Linked DNA regions of Mus musculus: all the other regions are linked to region 3. The links are chromatin contacts, called in public ChIA-PET, Hi-C, capture Hi-C and promoter capture Hi-C maps. All regions are on one chromosome and are shown on one strand. The core of a region is the stretch at or near the end of the contact, and the rest is flanking DNA. Distances in the headings are between cores, read along the strand shown. Region 1 has its middle 5.2 kb from the start of Gm41392. Region 2 holds the start of Col2a1 (collagen, type II, alpha 1). Region 3 holds the start of Amigo2 (adhesion molecule with Ig like domain 2). Region 4 holds the start of Scaf11 (SR-related CTD-associated factor 11). Region 5 holds the start of Senp1 (SUMO1/sentrin specific peptidase 1). Region 6 holds the start of Hdac7 (histone deacetylase 7). Region 7 holds the start of Vdr (vitamin D (1,25-dihydroxyvitamin D3) receptor).

Region 1 (2,700 bases), core at 154-2,653, 760 kb before region 3:
GTAAAGCGCTTCCCCCCAAGTGTAAGGACAGGAGTTCAGGTCCCCAGCACCCATGTACTTGCTGGCTGGGTATGGAGGTCACAGGAGAGTTAGAGACAAAGAATGCCAGAACAGGCTGACCAGCAAGAGAGCTGAAAAGGGCTGGTGTGGGCCACTCAGCGAGACCTTATCATAAGCATAAAGCATAAAAGAAAGAGCCTCGTTGAGCAATGGAACGGCTGCGTCGTATAACCATGCGCCTCTAACCCAGTTCTTGGTAACAGGCAGAGACTTTCTACCCCCTGCATCTTTATATGATAACAGTTATTTCCCTCGAGGCCAACACCGGTGGCAAAGAAGAGATGGGAAATGCCAGCGGGACCTTGCCTGTTTCAAGAGCTTGCTTCTAGCCAGTACTCCAGGCGAGGATAACAGATCATGCCTGGCAGCCTGGTGGGTTCCAGGACAGCCGGAGCTACACCGAGAAACCCTGTCCCAAATGAAACACAAAACACAAATCAAAAACGAACAAACCCAGCCGTTCTCCTGCGTGTGCCCACGGAATATAACGTAAACATATTGGAACACAGCTGTGCAAAGCTGACCTTGCTTGTCTCTTTTCTGCCCCTTCCTGTTTTTAGTATTTATTGATTTGCTTGCTTGTGTGTGGAACGCACGCTGTGGTGCGTACGTGGAACTCAGAAAACAACTTACAGGAGTGAGCTCTTTCCTCCTTTTATGGGTTCTGGAGGTTTGTCTCTCTGCCTGTCGGGCTTGGCCACAAGGACCTTTACCCACTGAGCCATTCTCCCTTTCTAGAAATTGTGCTTTTCATATTAGAACAGTGAAACTGAGTCTCAGGGCCAGGACTTAGAAAAATTAAAAACCAGGTACTCTAAATAAAAATAAATAAATAAATAAATAAATAAATCTGCCAAACAATTCTGCCTGAAGACAGTTGCTTATTGACCAATGCAAAGGAAATCCACACCCTCTCCAACATCCACAAGCTGCTACAAATTAACGAGAAAAAAAAAAAAAAAAGGAGGAGACCCTGGGGAGCCAAGTGCCATTTTGCAGAAATGATGAGCTCAGGAAACAGTTCTGGCCCCAAATCCCGTGGGAAACAAAGCAGGGCCAGTTGTGTCCTGAGGCTCTTAGACCCTGAGCCACACCCACTCGCTGGCTCTCTCACTCCCACTGTTTGCCTGCAGGGCTCTGGAAGACTCATCCCTGCCACCCCCTGATCACGAGAGTAAAAGTCGGTTTTCCAGTTGCTCAATTATGTAGTAGCTCAGCTGCTGTTTGGAGATTTTTATGGAATATTTTCTAAATATTTTACGAGCAGCCAGAGGCTATTGGTATTTGGCACCTTCCAGACAGTTCCAGAACGAAGTTTAAAGCGCAGTGTGTGAAGGCAAAAAAAGGTCCTTGTTGCGGAAGCAAGCATTGCACACCCTGGATAATTTAGACGTCTTTTAAACAGGCTGCTTATCCAACCGCGGGTTTTGAATTTAGATAGAGTTCCTTGAATAGAGCGATACAACGATGCCATTTCCCCCTCTGATGAGCTTCTGCTCTCAGAGTCTGATGTAGAGCCTGAGTTTTGATATGCACCTTAGATTTTCGTGAGTTTGCATTTTAAAAGATATATCTAGTCGTAATTAATGTGTATAAGTGTTTTGTCCACGTGTGTGTCTGTGTGGGACTTGCATACAGTGCCCCCGGAGGCCAGAGGAAGGTATCGTATCCTCTGGACGGAGCCCTCTATGGATGGCTGTGAGCTCTGTGGTAGTGGGAACTGAACTGTCATCCTATGCTAGGAGAGCCAGTGCTCCTGACCACTCCCCATCTCCCCAACCCCTAGCTTGCATTGCTTCAAAAAACCGTCAGTGTGGTAGTAATAATTTTTTTTAGCAATAATAATTTGGATATTACTTTCCAAATTCCCTCTACTGTTGTGTTTTATAAAAAGAGAAGGAGAGAAGGAATGTTTGGTGTGGGGGAAGGGAGTGCCTCTGTGGGCCCATACTGAGACATCCCTTCTCTGTGAGGGACTAGACATGACTTTATAGTATAGAAGAGAGTTTATTCAGGGCACAGGGAGGGGAGGACAGAGGAGAGGGAGGGGGAGGGGAGGGGAGGGGAGGGGAGGGGAGGGGAGGGGAGGGGAGGGAGAGGAGTCCTCCTCCTCCTCCAGTGATCCTGTAAATTCAGACCTCAGAGCAGCCAGGAGTACCCGTGAGACCACAGCACCTGAGTCAAAGAATTTCACCAGTCACAGCAAGGTTCTCTAGCACTGACTAGTCACAGTGCTAGAGACTCCACCCCCACATCCTTAGCTCCACCCCCACTAATAAGGACTTTTTTTTTTTACATTCTGTATCTAGTGTTTTGTTTATCACTCCTAAACTGTTAGCATGCTGTCATAGTGTCTGATATAATTGTGTGTTTATTCAGCTCCTGGAGAGATAAGAAGGTTCTCATTACTCCCCTCTGGTTTTTAATGTATTTTCACCATTTTATATTTCTCGAATTAGTATTGCACGCAGTCGGTGACCGTTGTGGTTACCTAGATGTTTAACAATTTGTTTTTAATGGTACCATGATTTCCACCTCACCCTTTTGGGTTCCATCCACTAGCTCTTTAGCAAAATCTTTTCCCCCCAATTTTTTATTAGGTATTTTCTTCATTTACATTTCAAATGCTATCCCAAAAGT
Region 2 (2,754 bases), core at 4-2,503, 760 kb after region 3:
TACAGAGAAAGACAGGGCTGGAACCCTACCCGTCGGAAACGTGCCCAAACACGTGGAAGAAAATTCTCTACCTAATACACTTTCCAGGCTTCGGTTGTCCTGAATATAATCCCAGACAGTGGATCTTACCCAGGGAGGAGATGGAAAGGTGCGGGAACCGCCCTTGGACCGAGGCTATACAGCTGCCACCTCTAACGATAGCCATACGCAGGTCACTAGCCTGACCCCATATCCATCCACGGCTACACACGCTGTAAAGTAACTCATTGTAGGGTATACAGTGTGTGTGTGTGCGGGTGGGTGCTCTTGGGGACACATTTGGAAAGCAGGTCTGTTTGCAATGTCAACGTTTTTCAGTGTCAAATTCCTGCAGCCTAACGGAGGCAAGGGGAGAGCCGAGTTTCAAAGAAGGGCTGCCCGGCTGCACCTTACTGTGGGCCAGCCTGATAGCGGAGGGGACTGGAGAGCTGCGCTGAAGTCGCCGGGAGCCGCTTTTTCTTTGTGGCCTCAGATTTCAACCCATCAGGGTCAGAGTTAGTTCTTTGTCTAGCGCCCCTTTGAGTTCTGCAGCGTCTAACCCCTAGACTAGGCTGATAAATCAACCCGTAGGCGTCTCTCGATTTCTCTCCTACTTTTAAGTGTGGGGCTTCTTTTACTGAGCTCGAAACGTCCTGGTCAAAGCTGGTGGAAGGTGATGCGTCTGTGTTCAAACCTGTTGCATATCCTTGCTTAACGCAGGGACCTGAGAAAGTCTCCAATCGTGACTCTCACTGAAGATGCTGCGACAGAGGTCCTTACTCGCAGAATTAGGATCAGTGTACTCCTGTATACTCTGCGCTTAGGACTTAGCGCCCTAACCCGGACCAGTACTTGGGGGAGGGAGTAGGAGGAAAAGGGTCACAAGTCAGGGAAGTAGGCAGGGGCGGCGGGCGACTTACGGGCATCCTGGCCCTGACACCGTAGGACCGCGGCGATGAGCAGCGTCAGCAGCACCAGCGACTGGGGAGCCCCGAGGCGGATCATGGCTCACCGCGAGGCCTGGCAGAGCCTGGCCCGGGCGAAGCGCAGCGAGGCGGCAGAGCACGGAGCGGGTCCGGGTCTCTACCGCTCCCTCATGCAGGAGGCCCTAGGAGCAGGAGGAGGCAGGAGACCCGGCAGCCCAGCGGCGCTCTGCGTCTTCCCCCGGCAGAGGCTCCAGTTATATGCTCCCGGTCGCTCCAAAGGCTGGCAAACCGGCCCAAACCGCGGGCCGCCCCCTAGCCCCCCGCGGGGCTGTAACCTGAGACCCCGCCCCCGGAGCCCGCCCAGGCCGGACCAGAGCCCACACCTGCCAAGGCCAGTCGCCCCTTTCGTGAGCCCAGCTTCCCGCCCCCAATGTGCCCAGTGGCCTGATCGGGCGGGGCACCGAGACAGCCTCCGGTCGCCCCCACTTGGGACTGCCACACTGCCCCCTCTAACCACAGGCGGGAAGGGGGGGAGCATCGGGCCCCTTTCCTCGGAGTTCTGCTGGGGTTAGAAGGGAGGGGGTTGTTTGCAGAGGCATAAGCCTGGAGTTTTAGACCCAAGGCAGAGAGGACGAAGCAACAGAAAGGAGCAAGAAAGGTGGGGATGGGGAATTTAGGAGGCGGGGAGGTGCGTGGGGGACCAAAGCATGAGCAGATGGACGTTGTCCAGAATCCTAAATCTGGGGGACAGTTTTCCAGACCTGCCTTCCAGCTCCTTTGCGGAGTACCTGCCCGTGAGCTCCCACCTGGAGTCTCGGGGACCACAGCCTCCCTAACCCATCCCCCATCCAACTAGCTAGAAAAGGCCTAGGTAGAAGGGGGAACTGAGCGGGTGGCTAGGACAGGGTCTGGTGAATTCCTACACAGAGGGAGACCTGTGTGGAGGTCTAAGGGGCGAACAGGCCAGGGAAGGGACTAACGGGACTGCAGACAACCCCGGGGACAAAACGGGATGGATTGGAGACGCTTGTCTAGTTCGGCTCTTCCTGGCCCAGGTTCAGGAATCTCCAGGGGAGTGGGTGCCCTTAGCCTGGATAGAGCAACCGCTGGCCAGGGACTGTTGGCCACTCTGAGGCTCTGGCCAGAGAGTCTGGAGGTGGCTCCAGCTGGACTCGGCTTTGTGAGGGGCGGGGAAAGCGCCAGAGTTTCCTAGTTATTCCCCCACCCCAACCTCATTCTCCAAGTCTTCCCCTATCCCTGGACCTCCAGCCTCACCTACCTTCCTTGCTCCCCACCCCCCCACCTTAGCCCAAACTGCGGAGGTTCGGCCTAGCCCTTGCTATGTTCCCGGAAGTCTCCTTTGAGAACAAGAGGGTGAGGATGAGTCCCCAAATACATCTTTCCTTCAGGAGTGAGATGGTCCTCCGGTGAACTTTAAGCAAAGTGAAACTTGGAAATTAAGACCTGATTTAAGCAGTAACTCCTTTGTCTCGAAGTGGGTTTCTGTGTTGCTTTCCTCCAGGAAGCTGGAAGTCCTTGGGAGAAGCCACCTCTATGGACCTGACCGACACTCCCAGGGAATGCTGGAGTGTGTGGGGGCTTACCCAGCACACCACACCACCTCAGACTTTGGGGTTTCTCAGGATGGAAACAAAGAACTTCGAGTGTGTAGAACGTAATTTCCCTGCAAGTGTACTGGCTGGAGAAGTAGAGAGTGTTTTGTTTGTTTGTTTGTTTGTTTGTTTGTTTGTTTTTTAATGTAAAATGCCACTGGGTTTCAACCAGTCTAGGGTGGGGGTTGCTTGAGTCT
Region 3 (2,938 bases), core at 75-2,574:
GATCAGCCAGCTTGAACCTCCCAGTATACAAATCCATAGGGAACTGTGTGAGAAAGTTCCCACTCAGATAGAGTTTCTGCAAGTGGGAAAGCCCCCCGAACGCTGCGGGGTCCAGATAGGAAATGTGGTTGTTGTACAGCAGCAGTACTTCCAGAGCCTTCAGCTCTTGGAATGTGGCACTCTTTACCGACTTCAGCCTATTGGATGATAAGTCCAGACACTTTAAATTTGGGGTTGTGGAGAAACTGCCCGTGGAGATGCTGGTGATGTTGTTGTGGCGAAGAATTAAGGTGCTCAGCTTGACAAACGACACCGGGATCCAGTCGGCATCCAACAGTCCGATTCTGTTATAGCTCAGATCCAGTCTTTTAATCAGTCTGAAAAGGTTCCCGGGCACCTTAGATAGGTTTTTGTTGGTGCAGCTGACAATGTCGGTGGCACAGATGCAAGCAGTGGGGCACATTCCTGAGGCGCTGGGGCTCACCATCACTGCGATCACCAACAGACACAGCAGCTCTCTGCAACCCGGTTTGACAGCTCTAGGCAGGGTGGGCAGTGTGTGGAACCTTAACGACATTATGGTCGCCTCTGAGTCTCTTGCCAGTCGCTTCTCATCAGCTCAGTCTCCCACCAATCTGGTAACAACATTTAAAACGGGAGAAAAGTACAAGTTAACTGCCACTAGTTAACCCGTTAGAGTTATTCCGTAATTGCTTTCATTCCAATTAACTTTTGAAATGGGTTCCATCTCCAACAGGGGTGGCTTTTTAATAAAGAACCTGTTATATGCATTTTTCCTAGATTACTCCAACTCAGTGAGATTTCCAGGTACCTTCTCTCAATGCGACAGTCTCAGCATGAGAAACTCAGGCTTTTTTGTGTGTTTTTGTTTCTAAAGGATGCATTCTGCCTTAACTCCCTCCACCGACACACACAAAAACACACAATCGCATCCCATAAACAATTGAACGGAAATACTTAGCCAGCCGTCGGTCTAGCCGACCACTCACAGCGCTGGGAAGCCGCAGCGGCTCGGAGAGGCCGCCGACGGCGGTGCGCTCGGAAGGTCCGCGCGTCCGCCTGCCGGTTTGCGCCCCGCGCGCTCGCACCTTCCCTCCAGCTCCCGGTGGGCGGCAGCCTCTCAACTTTGGCGAGTTTCGAGGCAGCGGCGCGGGCTCCCCGGCTCTCTCGCTCGGCTGCAGGTACCGCCGGAGCTCGGCCGCGCCGGGAGCGGGGTGGGCGGCGGGGGAAGCCGGCCCGCCGGTGGCGCTCGCAGGCTGCAGGGCCCGGGCTCCCGCGCCCGCCGCCCGCCTTTTATCCCGTGCGCCCGGGGTCGGGAGCGGGCGGGAGGCGGGTCCCCGCGTCCTCGCTCCTCGGGCGCCGCGGCGGGCGGAGCAGGGGAGGGGGGGCGCAGCCAATCGCAGAGGCGGCCCCGTGCGGGCTCCGCGCCGCCTCTCGGCCGGGTGGGACCGCAGCGAGGCCTGCGACTCTGCACCCCCAGGCCCCGCGCCCCTCGCCCCGCGCCCGCGGGGGAGCCGCCCAGCCCGGTAGGGAGCCGCCCAGGGTGCCGGGGTGCCGCGCGCCGGAGCCCGCGGGCGGTGGCCCGCAGGTGGCACCCCACCCCGATCTCGGAGCCTGGCTTTAGGGGCTGGGGCGAGGGGCCTGGCGGGCGCTGTGCACCGGGTGCTTGCTGGGGTCCCCGCCCGGGTTTGGAGGAGGAGGAGGAGGACAGGAGCGAGGGCCGCGGCGCGTTCCCTCGGGCACCACCGGGGCTTTGCGGGGGGAGGGGGTGCGGAGGCGCCGCGGGGACGCCCCCCGGTTCCCTGGGAAAGTTCGAGCCCTTTTCCTAACTCGGAGACGGCGGCCCGAGGCACCGGGCCCAGCTCTAGAAGCAAAGGGGCAGGAAAGAAGGCTTCCGGTTGGAATGCACAGATAAGGGCATTAGCCTTTAAAAAAAATAAACAAAAAAAACAAAAACAAAAAAAATCCAGAGTCGCGCTGGCGGCTTCAGGACTAGGATTAATTCGGTAGGGGTGGCTACGCAGAAGGACTTGTCCCCTAGAGGCCCTACAGCCACCAGGGCTCCAGTAGACTGAGCTAGCATTCTCGGAAGGCACAAGCTGAACAAGGCCATGTGAAAATGAGGGAGAGAGCTTGAAGCTGGTGGGCTTTTCGATTACAAATCCATTCTTGTTTAAAGGCTTAAACGATGGGATTTGACTGAGCCAAGTGATCCATTTGGCCGTTGTGTACGGATTAAAAGAAATAAATTACTGTCCCTAAAAAACCATGCTAGCCACAGTAGAAGGGCTTAGGGAGCCAATGAAAGGTAGACAAAATTGGGGAGACAGTGAGGGCAGAGCACATGAATACAACTTTAAAAACCAAAATGATCCCCCCCCCCCCCCACGGCATCCTTAAATTTATCGGAAAACTTCCTGAGTGAGTTTTTGGCATGGATCTGATGGACCTGTGTGTTGCGTTAATGTGGACTGGTTCCGGGAGAGCTCAGCGATTCAGGGTTTTCAAGGGAGGGCAACTTGGTTCCTGTTAGTTTCACTTTCACTAAAGATTGACTTTTAAAACCACAAGCATCCAGCCTAGTGTGCTCCAGGGGTGCATTCTTCATTTCCCCAGAGAAATAGGTTTAAGATTCCTATCAGACCACACGCACACCCCCAACCCCCGGGCTTCCCCCAAGAAAACCTCGGGTTTAAGGCTCAAAGTCACAAAGCTGAGCGGTCACCTGGAAATGGAGTCAGGTAATCAAAGGAATGTTATTTAAATGACCAGTAAGTGACTGGGTTTTGCAGTCCTAAATGGAAGGAAATTGGGAAGCTGGTTAACCCGTGCTTATCACAAAATGATCTAAAATGGGTGGTTTTTTTTTTTTTTAAGAAGTGGAGAGTGGAAGTTATGCTATACCTGCAGGCAACTC
Region 4 (2,839 bases), core at 133-2,632, 790 kb before region 3:
AAAATTTTATTAAAAATACCGGTTAAATGAAAGGGCTAAGAATCTATTGCCTTCACTGTTGTGGGGCTGCGGCAAATAAATCATACATGAGTTATCTTTTCCTTGAAAAATGAAAAAAAACGTACTTATTGATATACTTTCCCCAAAATTCAGAGAAAACTGCCCAAACTGGGGGAAATTTGAATACTACCATATCTTAGTCAAGGCATACTAAAAAACTTTCTCGTCAGTTTTCGTTAGTTCGCTGCTAGTATATAAGGATGGTAGCCAAAATGTAATCCAAAATGAATGAGAAGCAGCCGCGGTTTTACGTAGTACGATCAGCATGTAAAACTTGCATTCTGTATTGTTTACTACCTCACACACGCAGATGATTAGCCGGACTACCGGAATACGATACTGTACAGATCAACGCATGGGGAGTGTAGGTCACCATTTCAATCTGGGACTGTTGCCCTCAATTGCAACCAGGTGTCTTTTAAATTAAATTCTTCGAGATCCGTGCGGAAGACGAGCGTGCATTGGCCAATCTTCTAATCGGTACTCAGTCCCCGGCTCTAAGGCGGGGTTGAGCGGGGCTGAGTTTCGATCTCCCGGCCGGTTGGACCGCGGGCAGCCCGGGCAGCGGGTTTTAAAAACGACGGCGGGGGTGGGGAGGCGGCCGCCGAGGGAGGGAGGGAGAGGCCGAGGCCAGGCGCCGGCCAGCGCTTCCTCGTTCAGGCGCCGGGGAGGTCACAGCCTAGTGAAGTTTGGTTTCACAAGCGGGACCCGGAGGCTCGGGGACGAACGCGAACTCCACGGGAAAGCGGGCCAGCCTGGGAGCGCCCGGAAGCACGGCCGACACGTTCCCACTGCGGGTGGGGGAGCTGCGGGCCGGGCCTGGAGCCCCTTCCTGCCTCGGCCGAGGCCCCGCAGCCCGCGCCGCCCCGCTCTGCTCCTAGGCCCCGCGCGCGCCCAAACTGGACCTCCGCCCCGCGCCGCCCGGGGCCGCGGCTCCCAACTTTGCTCGCAGCGAAAGACACCGCCCGAGCCGCGCGCGAGCCCCAAACTTTGCCCGCCCGCCCGGCCCGCGCCCCCGCCGCGCCGCGCTGCGCTGCGCCCCGGGGCGCCTCGTCCGCTCTCTCCGGCCCGCCGTGTTTACCTGAGGCCGAGGTCCCGCGGCCGCGCCGGCGCAGGAGGCCCGGTCTCCGTCAGTCCGCCGCTAAGTTCTGCACCATGGACTCCTCCGGCCGCTCGGAAGCGCGCGCGGCCCGCGGGCTGGCTCGGACGGCCGGGTCGGGAGCACGCAGGCAGCCACGCAGCAGGAGACCCGGGCAGGCGGCGCTAGCTCCGCGCCGCTTGCGCCACCGCCGCTCCCCTCCCCCGCCGTGTCTGGCGGCTCCCTCCCTTTCTCCCTCCCTCCTTCCGCGGGGCTCAGCCGCGCCGCCACAGGTCGGCGCACTGTGGTGACGACGCGGGCGGGCGGGCGGGCGGGCGGCTGGACCCGCCGCACGCTACCTGCTCGCGGGCGCTGCCGTACTCCCCCGGACCTCCAGGGGGCGCCCGCGAGCCGCGACGGACGGACGGACGTGGTGGGCGGGGCACGCCGCCCGGCTGGAGAGCGGGAGCTCCGGCGTCTGCGAGTGGCCGGGGCTTCTGGGAAACATTCTTCTTGCCCCGCCCTCTTGCCGCTCGGAGCGCTACGCGCACGCGCCGTGCTCAGTCCTCGCTCCACCCCTTTCCCCCTCATCCCCACCCCCGCCCCTGCGCCCTGGCCGCGCTCTCTCTGGTCGTGGCCTTTCCTGGCAGGCTCCGTGGGCGACAATAAAGATGTTTTGGAGAGACTGCAGTCCCGAGAAGAACTCGTGCGTAGTTGGCACGGATGAAGTACTCCGCCCGCTGCACGTGCGCGGCGGCCTGCCAGCCCGGGACACACTCCCACGCCCTAAGCCCGCGTCCCCGAGGCTAGCCGAGCCTGGCTGGCTTTAAGTGCTTCCACTTTCAGTCACTCTGCGATGTCCTCCTGCCCTGCAGCGCCCTCGGATCTTTTGTTTCACCTCGGAGGTGTCTTTACAGGCTTTTCGTCAGGCGCTGGCTTTTTCACCCCCTGCTCCACGCTCTAGCTTTTCCTAGTTGTCCTCTTGCAATCCACGCTGTCGCCTGGCCACCCCAACCCAGGCTGTTCCCTCCCTACCTCCAGCCCAGCAGCGTCCCCTGCCCTCCTCTCTGATCCTGTCGCTTCCCTGGCATCTTCATCCTGTGCTACTTGGCTGTTCAGTGCCCGTCACGTCACACCGAAGTTTGGGATGATGTCTCGTTAAGCTCTTCACAGAGCCGAGCACCAGCAAGGGACTGGGTAAATAACCGCTTAGGAATGCAATGAATGGCAGCCTTGTCTCTCCCAGTGTCAGTGAGCTATCTTCATAGGTTTGGAAATGTGGTGTTCCTGTGTGCAAGTATTTCGCAGTGATTTAGAGGTGTTAAAATACTTTGTTCTGATGAAACAAGACTTTCTGAGGGACCTTTCTCTTGTAATGACGACGAATGAAGCTGGTGATTAAGAAAACCTAAAAACCTGTTGAAACTGTTGTGTGACAGAATCAAGTCAAAGGCACTGTTAACCATCCTGCAGAGATAAAGTTTAGCTTTCCTGTGTACACTCGGGGTCCAGAATTCACCCTAGAGAATTTTATCAGTAAGAGCAATTCCCGGTGAAGATGTGATATTCTTTTGTATGTATTTTATTTTGTTTTTAATGCAGAGTCTCACTGTGCAGACCGATCCTCAAACTCCACATCTCCTACTTCAAATTTATTGCTCTACCTTTTGTGTTCGCAACATTTAAAATTCACTCTGTAGC
Region 5 (2,873 bases), core at 76-2,575, 850 kb after region 3:
GGTGTCACTGTAACCTCAAGGGCAGTAATCCACATTTCAGCAAGAGTCGTGAATACAAATCATCTTTATGAAGAATACTTAAACATGTTTTACTTCATCCAGAATGTCCTACTACATCGAAAACCCTACATCAAATGGTTGATTGCACATAAAAGGACTATACAAAATTTTGCAAGAATCACCATCACTCCAAATACAATTAAGTATGCCACGTGAAGTAAGTAATTTTAACAAGTGTGCCTTAAAAGTGATAAAGGAGCAAGTTATTGCCAACAAGATAACAGAAAAACTGTAGAGGTACTGATAAAACAGAAATCACCAAGCTCAAGACAAGAGGAAGCCAGCATATATCCAGAAAGATCACGTTAGGGTATACGAAGAAAAGGTTCAAGGGAATTCATTACCAAGAGGCGATGAGCCAGGTAAGGAGACGGCGGCAGTTAAGGGGGTTTTCATAACCTATGCAGAAGGGTCCAGACGTTTCTCTCTGGTGGTGGCTCTAGCAATATCACATCCCAGGGAATTATCACAGGGTAAAAAGAGTTGGAGAATTGTTTTACGTGAGACTCGGTAGGCGAGGAGTAGCATTCAGGTTTCAAGGAAGAAGAGAGGCGAAGCAGGTGGGAGCGACAGCTCAACTTCCTCGTAGAGAACAGCTCTTCCTCCCGGGGACCCTGCTCTGGCGGGAAACTCCCGCGATCCCAACCGGCCTTCTCTCTTTGGAAAAGTAGAGTGGGATGTAGAAGGAGGCCGTGCTGTGACCGCGGGGAGATGGCCTCTCCGCGGGTCGGGAGACCGGAGGGCTGAAAGGGCGGCCTCAGTGAGCCCAACTACCAGACCCGGGCCAGGCAGCCGCGACCGGGCAGCAGGGGGGAATGGAGGTGGTCCCAAGGGGCGGGGCGGAAGACAGGGCACGGTCCCCACCGCCGTCCTCCTTTCCGCTCGGCCCCGCCGAGGCCCGCGGGCCCAGCCTGACACAGCCTCCCGGCCCGGTCTCCCTCCATCCTCACCCCTCCCCCAGTTTCCCGCCGCCACTCACCGAACCGGAACCGGCTGCTAGGCAAAGGGGTTTCCGGCCGGGCGCGGACCGCAAAGCCCGGGAACCTCCGGGAACCGGAACCTTCTTTACTCTACCGGAAGACCGTTTGGCGGGCGCGGAGGAGGGAAGGGGGTGGGACAAGAGGTCAAAGAGCGAGCTACAGGCTCGCGGGACGCCTGCGCGAGGTGGCGAGGCCCGAGACGTGGAGGGAGCGTTTGACTCGCGTCTCCATCTCCCTGTCACCCTGTCAGACTGGGGCTTTTTCTCTTCGTCGCACTTGGAGTACTGTTAGTGCGCCCGCCGTCCTTTGGTTTTCTCTGTCCCTCGGCTCCTTGACCCGCTGTCATCTGGTTCCGTTCGGTGACCTTTTTTTGGCTTACGCACAGGTTTCCATGGCAGCTGTTCGCTAGGGCCCTAGATGTTTGGAAACCTGCGCCTTCCCCGACAAATCCTCATTTTGAGTTCTAAATTGATTTTTACCTCTAGCTTCTGAAAATTAGTGTGCATCTTGTCACGCTTGACACGCTTGACTGATCACAGGAAGTGGGGCTAGGGGGAAGAGCAGAGACTAAGAAACTTTGGGAACACCTTAGCTTAGACTCTTAACAACACACCTAGCCTTATATAACTGGAATAATTTTAAACAGTGATCTCTAGTGGGATTCACCAGAGGTCTTAAACATGTAATCAATGCCAGACTTTTAAAGACAGAATGGAGGAAAAATTAACTTGTTCATTCAAATTACTTACCGAGCTTCTTAATTTAATTACGCCTCTGGCGCAGGCCCTATTTGGAAAGAGGCTTCAGAATAGTATTCTAGACCCAGGTGACTGCCTGTCTGAATTCACTCTTGAAGAAAGAAAAGCCTCTGGAATCTGCCAGCCTCATCTATTCTCTAAGCATAAGGAGATAAACTTGTTTCTTCAGGGGATCCTGACTTGTTATGTATATAAACGATTATATCACCTTATATGCTGATATTTTTATATGGCCAAGTCCTAAAACCCAGTGGTATTAAGTGTACCTAGACCATGTTGACCTTTGACACTTTAAATATTCTATGGATCTATTTATTTGGATTAAACTTTCTTTACTTCTAGGAAGTAGCCATGCGTAGAGAGGAGTTTCAGCTGAGATTTTTCATGTGCGTGATTGAGTCTCGCCAAGTAGTCAGGACTACTCAGAGCACAGGTACCATTGATTATGTTATAGTGACAAGGGATATGTTCTCTCAGAGCTATACAGGATGAGAGCTTCTGGCAGAATTATAAACTTAAGGGGTCGACGGGCTTGTTTTCTATTCCTAGTAGGAAAAATATTTTGTCACCGTGTTGGGGTGTTTTCTTTGTACAAGTATAAGGGAGATGCTATCCTCATCCCAGGCAAAGGAGGAAGACTTGGGAGCTGAGAACAAGAAACATGGAACATGGGAAGGGTGTTGATTTCTATTTAATTTATAGATTATTCTAACCTATCTGGGGTGACTTGTAGTAGGAGTCCTTGTTGATACTCAGTGGGCACCCCCAAACATGTAAGTCAGGACTTAAAGAGAACTTCCACTCTTTTCTAACTGGTAGTGATATGTTCTGCTTTGCCTCTGTTAATACTAAAGGAATAGAATCGTTTAGAGGTAGTAAACTAGTTACTGAGAACAATCCATTCTCTTAATCGTCTTTACCGCGTTTATGCTAAGTGTTTATTCAAAAGAAGTTCTGAATAGCTAAGCCTCTTAGGGAAAGTAGAAGAGAAAGGAGCACACCCTCCCTGGTCCCCACCCTGATGGTGACCCACAGTTATCGCTTCCCAGCGGGGGAAGCTTCAACCTCCAACATG
Region 6 (2,700 bases), core at 57-2,556, 580 kb after region 3:
CAACCAAAGTGACAGTCTGCAATGGAATTTGAGCAAATCTAGGTAAAAGTCTGGAGGACTAGCTCCTGATTCCAGATGTTGCACTCCCTCCAGGGCCACCGAGGGCCAATGTCCTATTATCACCCTGAAACTTTGGCAGGCAGAACTGGGCCTCAAGCAGATGCTGCGTTGGGATGTGGGAAGGGATACTTAGCAGCAAGCCAACCCCGCCAGATGATGCAGGATGCTTTGGGGGAGTGCTGGACAGCCAGCAAGGATAGTTCAGGGAACCAATGGTCAGCCCTAAGTCGGCCCCAAACCGGCAGCCAGTGAGAAATAAGTGGGACTCATTAAGCGACCTGCATGCAGGACTTAGGTTTTTCTTCCAACTCAATTGGCGGAGAAATCGCAGTGGCGAAAAGACAGTTCAGTTGCCAGATTTGCCCGGGTTCTCATACTTCTCAGTACTATCAGACTGGGGGTGGGTGGGGGTGGGGGGGCTAGATCCAGCTCCCCACCTCCCTACCTCTCTCAGTACTCAGCCTGCGGCCCCCACTTCCCCACGCCTTTAACTGTCCTCACTGCTAGGCTGAACACAGTGTCTGTCTCTCTATGATGGGTGATCAAGGATAAGGGGTGATGCTCAGAGAAATCTCCCAGCCCAGTACCCCTCCAGGGGACGTTTCCCTCAGCTACAGGATCTGAGTAGGGCCCTGCCCAGTTCTACAAGACAGGGGCGCTGATGTCCAGCCCTGCAAGTTCTGCGCCAGTTCAGTGGGTCCTAGCCTTTGCCCTCCCGCTTCCAAACCTTTGGTCCCGGAGCACCGCCCCCTCCCGGGCCTCGGCGGCCGGCCGTGCCTCCCGGATCCCGGGGAGGAGGGTGACGGGACGCCCGGCCCTTGCACAGGCGGCCCCGGGCCTCCCACTGCCTCCCCGGGGCCTGTCGCTGCCCGGGAGCGGGCGGATGTGGGCGCCCCGCAGGAGGCCGGAGCCCTTCGGCCCCGGAACCAGCCGGGGCAGCGAGCGGGCCAGAGCCCGGGCGAGCGGGCGCGGTCCAGGGCGCGCGGAGGACCCGGCCAGCCGGACCGGCCGGAGACCCAGCCGCAGCCGGAGCGGGAGCCGGGGCGAGCAGCGCAGGGTGCCGCGCGCAGGGCGGGGCGGACGGGGAGGGGGTGGCCGCCCGGTACTCACCCGCGCCGGGGCTGTGCATCCAGGGGCCGGGGCCCTCAGAGCCGGGGGCTCATGGCGGGCGGGGGGCCGGGGCGCCGGCCTCACATCCCCCCGGTCGCCGGAGGCTGCAGAGCGACTGTGAGACGGCGAGAGGAAGGGAGGGGGCCGGGAGGGGGAGGGCCCTGGCAGCCTGGCCGGCCGGGTAGGATGACAATGGAAGGAAATGCTTTATCTGAGTCTGAGAGCGGGCCAAGGGGGAGGGGAGGGAGGGGGCCGGCGCTGGCGGCCCTGGGACACACCACCCGGGCTTCGCTCAGCAGCACACAGCCTGGCGGCAGACACCGATCGCGGCGGGGCGCGGCTCACCGCCCGGGAGGCAGCGCCGAACCCGGAACGCGGGACGCGGCCGGACCCGCGCGCGGCCGCGGAAGCCCCAGCCGCCGCGCGGCGCTGCGCCCCGCGCACAATTCCCGGAAACCCAGATACCTGAGTGCACGCACCCGTGCATACACAGCGTACACGGGCGTGCATCCATGTTTACACAAGCCAGGGTGCTTTACGCTTCGGGGAAGGACTCCTGTGCACACATCTACACACTTAAGTCAACGAGGGCAGCGCTACACACAGGGAGAGCAGGGCACGCTTGGAGTCTCGAGCAAGGAATCCCAGACGGACACCCCTGCCCCATCCTAACACACACACACCACACACACACACACACACACACACACACACACACACACGACTCTCCTCAGGAACACTTCAGGATCTGATTTGAACCACTGCCAGTCCAACCCCAGTGGCACCCCCCGCCCCCACTGTCTGCTGAGGGGAGCAGAAGGGTCCAGTCTGTTCCTATTAAAAGAAAAAAAAAAGGGGATGGGGGGTGGTGCAGTTTTCGAAACTTAAAAAAAATTTTTCTCAAGGGATTTCCTTCCATCCTCTCCTCTTCCTCTTCCATTCCTCTCCCTCCACAATGACCCTCCTTTGCCCCCCCACTCCTGGACCCTATGAGTCAAACTTCAGCAATGTGCCCAGTGTCCCCCAGTGCATTACAGCGGATCACAGAAATGTTCCAGTCTGTGAGTCGGAATGCAGCCGCCTCCAGCCCTCCCTCAGCTAATAAACTCAGCTGAGGACTGGCTTTGCACTGAAGCCCTCCCTGCCTCTCCCCCATCTTAGACGGGAGGAGGTCAGATTCAAGGGTCAGGGGCCGAGGACCTTCCCACTGAGTTTCCTGGCTTGGCCTGTCAGTCCTGTTGCCTCCAGCAATTTGGCAGGTCAGAAAACTGGGAAGGGAGAGCGGTCATTCACCAGGAACACTATGCTCCCCTGCCCTTGAGGTGCCCGCCACTGAAAGGCAGCTTCCTTCTGGTCCCAATCTACTCTCTGAGTCCTCGGAACTCCAAGAACCTTTAGAAGGGGAAAATGAGGCAGACCTAGAGATGTGATATCTTGGAAGCCAGAGTCTTGAGTGGCCTAGAGGGACGTTGGCCATGTTGCTAGGTCACACACAGGTCTAGACTCATGTGCCCTTGTTCAGCTGCTAAG
Region 7 (2,700 bases), core at 187-2,686, 660 kb after region 3:
CCAAATATAAAAACCCTTAGTTTACAGAGTTGACGGTCCTGGGTCCAGACAACTGCTCTCTGCCCCTCAGAAGTCCACTCTTCCTCCCTAGCCTGGGGAGAGCATTCCTTGCATTTTCTGCTCCCTCGGCCTTCTGATTTCTCCTGCATGCCTGCCTTACGGGACAAGATGGGTACCTGACAAGGTAGAAATGGAACCAGTGCCTGGTAACTCCACAGTACTGGGATGTGCCTCTAGTTCTTAAGAATAGGAAGAGGTGAGGATTTACCACAAAGCCACTGTCTCTTCGTGGCCATCTCCTGGAATCATCCCTTGCCCATCAGCCTTTGCTGACATTCCCCCCCCCCCCACCTCCTGTGTCATGAAGAAGATGGCTTTCCTCGGGGCATCGAGGCAGACCTGAACTCTGTCCAAGGGAACATTTGCAATGCCCAGAAAATGCCTGCCCAACTGCTTGCCTAGGCTCTGGCCCCTCTTACCGCTGCTGGGCCCAGACAGGAGGCTGACTCATTCACCACAAAGAGGAGGAGGAGGAGAAGGAGGAGGAGGAAGAGGAGGAGGAGCAGAAGGAGGAGGAACAGCAGGAGGAGGAGGGTTGCTCAGACTCAGAGAGCCAAGGCTCCCAGAGCCCAGGCAGATTCAGCCTCAGGTAGGGGATAGTCATAGTGGAGACAGTGGACTTGGAGATCACACGCAGATCCTACCTAGATTCGCCTCTTGCATCCAAGTCCCTTCACTCTCCAAACAGAAACTAGTCCTTAAAACCCCTTTCTCAATTTCCACGCTCACCCTCGAGTCCCTCTGGACATCTGTGGACAGGCTCTCCTGAAAGAGAAACCTAGCACACTGGTCTCAAAGCACCGGCGGTTTTAGAAAGGCAAGCACAAAAGGAAAAAACTCCATATAAAAGATTCCACTCCACTATCACTGGTGATCACACATGGCTCCGCGAAGTAATAAACAGGCTCTACACACTCCACCTCCAGAGACCTTAGCACCATCGACAGCCAATCACTCCCTTCTTACTCCTCCACTCCAAGTCAAAGCGCCCGTCCCAGGAAAGAAACAAACGCTTCTTGTTGTCCAGCGCTGAGCACCCTCCTAGCTAAGGACTCCCACGCTGAGCCGCCTGAGCATCGCGGAGGTGGCTGTCCCCTCGCCAGCCTCGTACGAACTTCAGCTTTCTCAGACTTGGGTGCCCTCTCAGAGTCCCAACCTCATGGCACCACAGCCCGGATCTCAGTCGCCAACTTTGCTTTCCGAGTCTTGGACTCTAGCGCTTGCACCCGAACGCTGAGACCTCTAGATCCCAGACGCCTGCCCCGGGTCTAACCACTCACCCAGAACCCCCTTCCCCCTGCACCCCGATCCGCACCTGGTCTGGCGGTGGACACACAGCTCGGCGCTTCCCGTGCTTAGGGCTCGGCAGCAGCTTTTTGACAAGCAGAGACTGCTCAGCACCTGGCCCCGCCCCCGCAAGGCCCCGCCCCCGGACCGCCCTGCCCCTCAACCACGCCCACTAAGTTCAGTCCTCTGAAGCCCTGAAACTTTCTTGACTTGGAATCAACCACTGCACTGTCGCCTTGGAGGCCCTGCCTTGTGAGGGGCTCCAGGACCGCCAGCCACAGTGCAGCACAGGCGTCTGCCTTCCGTGGAACAGTATTTGATGATGTCGTGTGTGCAAATCCACGTTTCTGCCTGTGATGATCCGTGATGTAGCCACCACCCACCCCTGCCGCCGTGGTTCTACCCAATCTGCTGTAAACGCCTCCCCCAGGTGTGTCACCCGTACCTGAGTTGACCCGGGACCCCGACGCCCGCGGCGCGCTGCAGGGAGCCGTTCTCTGCGCGCGCCGGATGGGGAACCTCAGGTGAGTTTCTCCTGCAGGGCGCTCAGCCGGACTCTACTGGTTAGGATTAGCCCAAGAAAACCAGATTGGAGGTTGGAGTTGCGTCCTCTCTCCTACCTGACGTTCTTCTGCTAACTACACCGACGGAGCATGTTCCTGGCTAATTGCATCTCATTCCAGCAAGCCTTGCTGTAGCTTCTGAGGTCTCTGCCTCCCAGATCATCCCTTGCCACCGAGACCCTGGTGTGAAGGAAAGGCACAAAGTTCACCTCAAGACCTGGAACTGTGCATGGCTCCTGAGAACTCATTGTAGAAAAATTTGGATAAAGATTACTCTACTCACACGCTCCGTGCTCCGCAGTCTATAGGGGTCCCTTTTTTGAGTAGGAGATGTATGCATAAATAAACATAAGGGTGTTCTAGAATACAGATACCCCCAATGTCACTGGACAGTTGGTGACCTCCTGTAGTTAGGAAAGATAATGTTTAGGAGGCTCAGTGGGGACAGGGAGGTGGAGAACCCAGTGATTTGCACAGACCAAGCCGTGGACCAGTGGAGGATGAGAGCCCAGCCTGGCGGTTAGTGCACTTCTCATTCCTCACACAGAGGTGTTAGAGTGGAAGAAATACTGCCCCTTCCAGCTCTTGCTGACTGTCCCCAAGAAACCAACGGAGGCTAAATAGAAGAAAGAGCTTCCAGACAGTGGGGTCTGAGGGGAAGCTGTGAGGAGCTCTTTAAGAGACGGTAGTGGAAACATTCTGGGAAGGCTTCAACGTTTTCAGAAAACATGTGACACATGGTGTTTAAACTCAATGAATGAATGGAAGAGGCCTTTTGGGAGCCCTCCCA

The links. Promoter capture Hi-C pulls out the DNA fragments that hold promoters and counts their contacts. Hi-C and Micro-C count contacts between places; a contact is called where the count stands out from the background. ChIA-PET counts read pairs in DNA pulled down with a chosen protein or histone mark. Capture Hi-C pulls out chosen DNA fragments and counts their contacts.
Region 1: a promoter capture Hi-C map of pre-B cells shows a contact between it and region 3, with 2.1 times the contacts expected there. The contact joins the enhancer-like site here to the promoter of Amigo2 in region 3. A contact is called at or near these places in 7 of 39 promoter capture datasets (the 3T3-L1 cell line, 3T3-L1-derived adipocytes, hippocampal neurons and 3 more).
Region 2: a contact with region 3 is called in a capture Hi-C map of embryonic stem cells, with 2.9 times the contacts expected there. The contact joins the promoter of Col2a1 here to the promoter of Amigo2 in region 3. A contact is called at or near these places in 2 of 39 promoter capture datasets (the C10 cell line and liver), 1 of 115 datasets of contacts at active chromatin or transcription factors (large pre-B cells) and 1 of 9 other capture datasets (embryonic stem cells).
Region 4: a contact with region 3 is called in a promoter capture Hi-C map of adipose tissue. The contact joins the promoter of Scaf11 here to the promoter of Amigo2 in region 3. A contact is called at or near these places in 3 of 39 promoter capture datasets (the 3T3-L1 cell line, hippocampal neurons and pre-B cells) and 1 of 9 other capture datasets (adipose tissue).
Region 5: a contact with region 3 is called in an RNA polymerase II ChIA-PET map of memory CD8 T cells, with 13 read pairs. The contact joins the promoter of Senp1 here to the promoter of Amigo2 in region 3. A contact is called at or near these places in 3 of 39 promoter capture datasets (hippocampal neurons, liver and pre-B cells), 2 of 115 datasets of contacts at active chromatin or transcription factors (memory CD8 T cells and regulatory T cell precursor) and 1 of 9 other capture datasets (adipose tissue).
Region 6: a Hi-C map of CD8 T cells shows a contact between it and region 3, with 2.1 times the contacts expected there. The contact joins the promoter of Hdac7 here to the promoter of Amigo2 in region 3. A contact is called at or near these places in 12 of 39 promoter capture datasets (the C10 cell line, the SN4741 cell line, embryonic stem cells and 6 more), 2 of 15 datasets of contacts at CTCF or cohesin (embryonic stem cells and large pre-B cells), 5 of 484 Hi-C or Micro-C datasets (B cells, CD4 T cells, CD8 T cells and 1 more), 8 of 115 datasets of contacts at active chromatin or transcription factors (T-cell acute lymphoblastic leukemia, astrocytes, embryonic stem cells and 4 more) and 2 of 9 other capture datasets (adipose tissue and liver).
Region 7: a contact with region 3 is called in a promoter capture Hi-C map of liver, with 2.8 times the contacts expected there. The contact joins the promoter of Vdr here to the promoter of Amigo2 in region 3. A contact is called at or near these places in 1 of 39 promoter capture datasets (liver), 1 of 115 datasets of contacts at active chromatin or transcription factors (pro-B cells) and 1 of 9 other capture datasets (liver).

What each region holds. Positions count from the first base shown.
Region 1 is chr15:96,487,963-96,490,662 of GRCm38.p6, forward strand. No RefSeq gene overlaps it. Among named protein-coding and RNA genes, the nearest start is that of Gm41392, 5.2 kb to the right of the region's middle. Within about 2 kb of position 1,404, at least 74 of the 459 cell types and tissues checked have an H3K27ac peak or open chromatin away from gene starts, as enhancers often do. A contact at or near this core is called in pre-B cells and stem cell-derived epiblast-like cells, where this site is marked.
Region 2 is chr15:98,003,471-98,006,224 of GRCm38.p6, forward strand. Col2a1 (collagen, type II, alpha 1) reads right to left here and starts at 1,254. Exons shown (of 54, transcript NM_031163.3): 1 at 939-1,254. The coding sequence starts at 1,023.
Region 3 is chr15:97,245,963-97,248,900 of GRCm38.p6, forward strand. Amigo2 (adhesion molecule with Ig like domain 2) reads right to left here and starts at 1,325. Exons shown (of 2, transcript NM_001164602.1): 1 at 1,011-1,325; 2 at 1-635. The coding sequence starts at 577. Pced1b (PC-esterase domain containing 1B) reads left to right here and starts at 1,145. Exons shown (of 6, transcript NM_172293.4): 1 at 1,145-1,202.
Region 4 is chr15:96,459,461-96,462,299 of GRCm38.p6, forward strand. It overlaps Scaf11 (SR-related CTD-associated factor 11), which reads right to left and starts at 1,383. Exons shown (of 15, transcript NM_028148.2): 1 at 1,142-1,383. Gm41408 reads left to right here. Exons shown (of 2, transcript XM_030248866.1): 2 at 584-2,839. The coding sequence ends at 1,449.
Region 5 is chr15:98,092,244-98,095,116 of GRCm38.p6, forward strand. It overlaps Senp1 (SUMO1/sentrin specific peptidase 1), which reads right to left and starts at 1,326. Exons shown (of 18, transcript NM_144851.5): 1 at 1,040-1,326. It also overlaps a transcript of Pfkm not described here.
Region 6 is chr15:97,830,189-97,832,888 of GRCm38.p6, forward strand. It overlaps Hdac7 (histone deacetylase 7), which reads right to left and starts at 1,307. Exons shown (of 25, transcript NM_001378971.1): 1 at 1,171-1,307. The coding sequence starts at 1,189. It overlaps Gm33636 (a long non-coding RNA gene), which reads left to right and starts at 498. Exons shown (of 4, transcript XR_001781759.2): 1 at 498-1,117.
Region 7 is chr15:97,906,860-97,909,559 of GRCm38.p6, forward strand. It overlaps Vdr (vitamin D (1,25-dihydroxyvitamin D3) receptor), which reads right to left and starts at 1,437. Exons shown (of 10, transcript NM_009504.4): 1 at 1,376-1,437.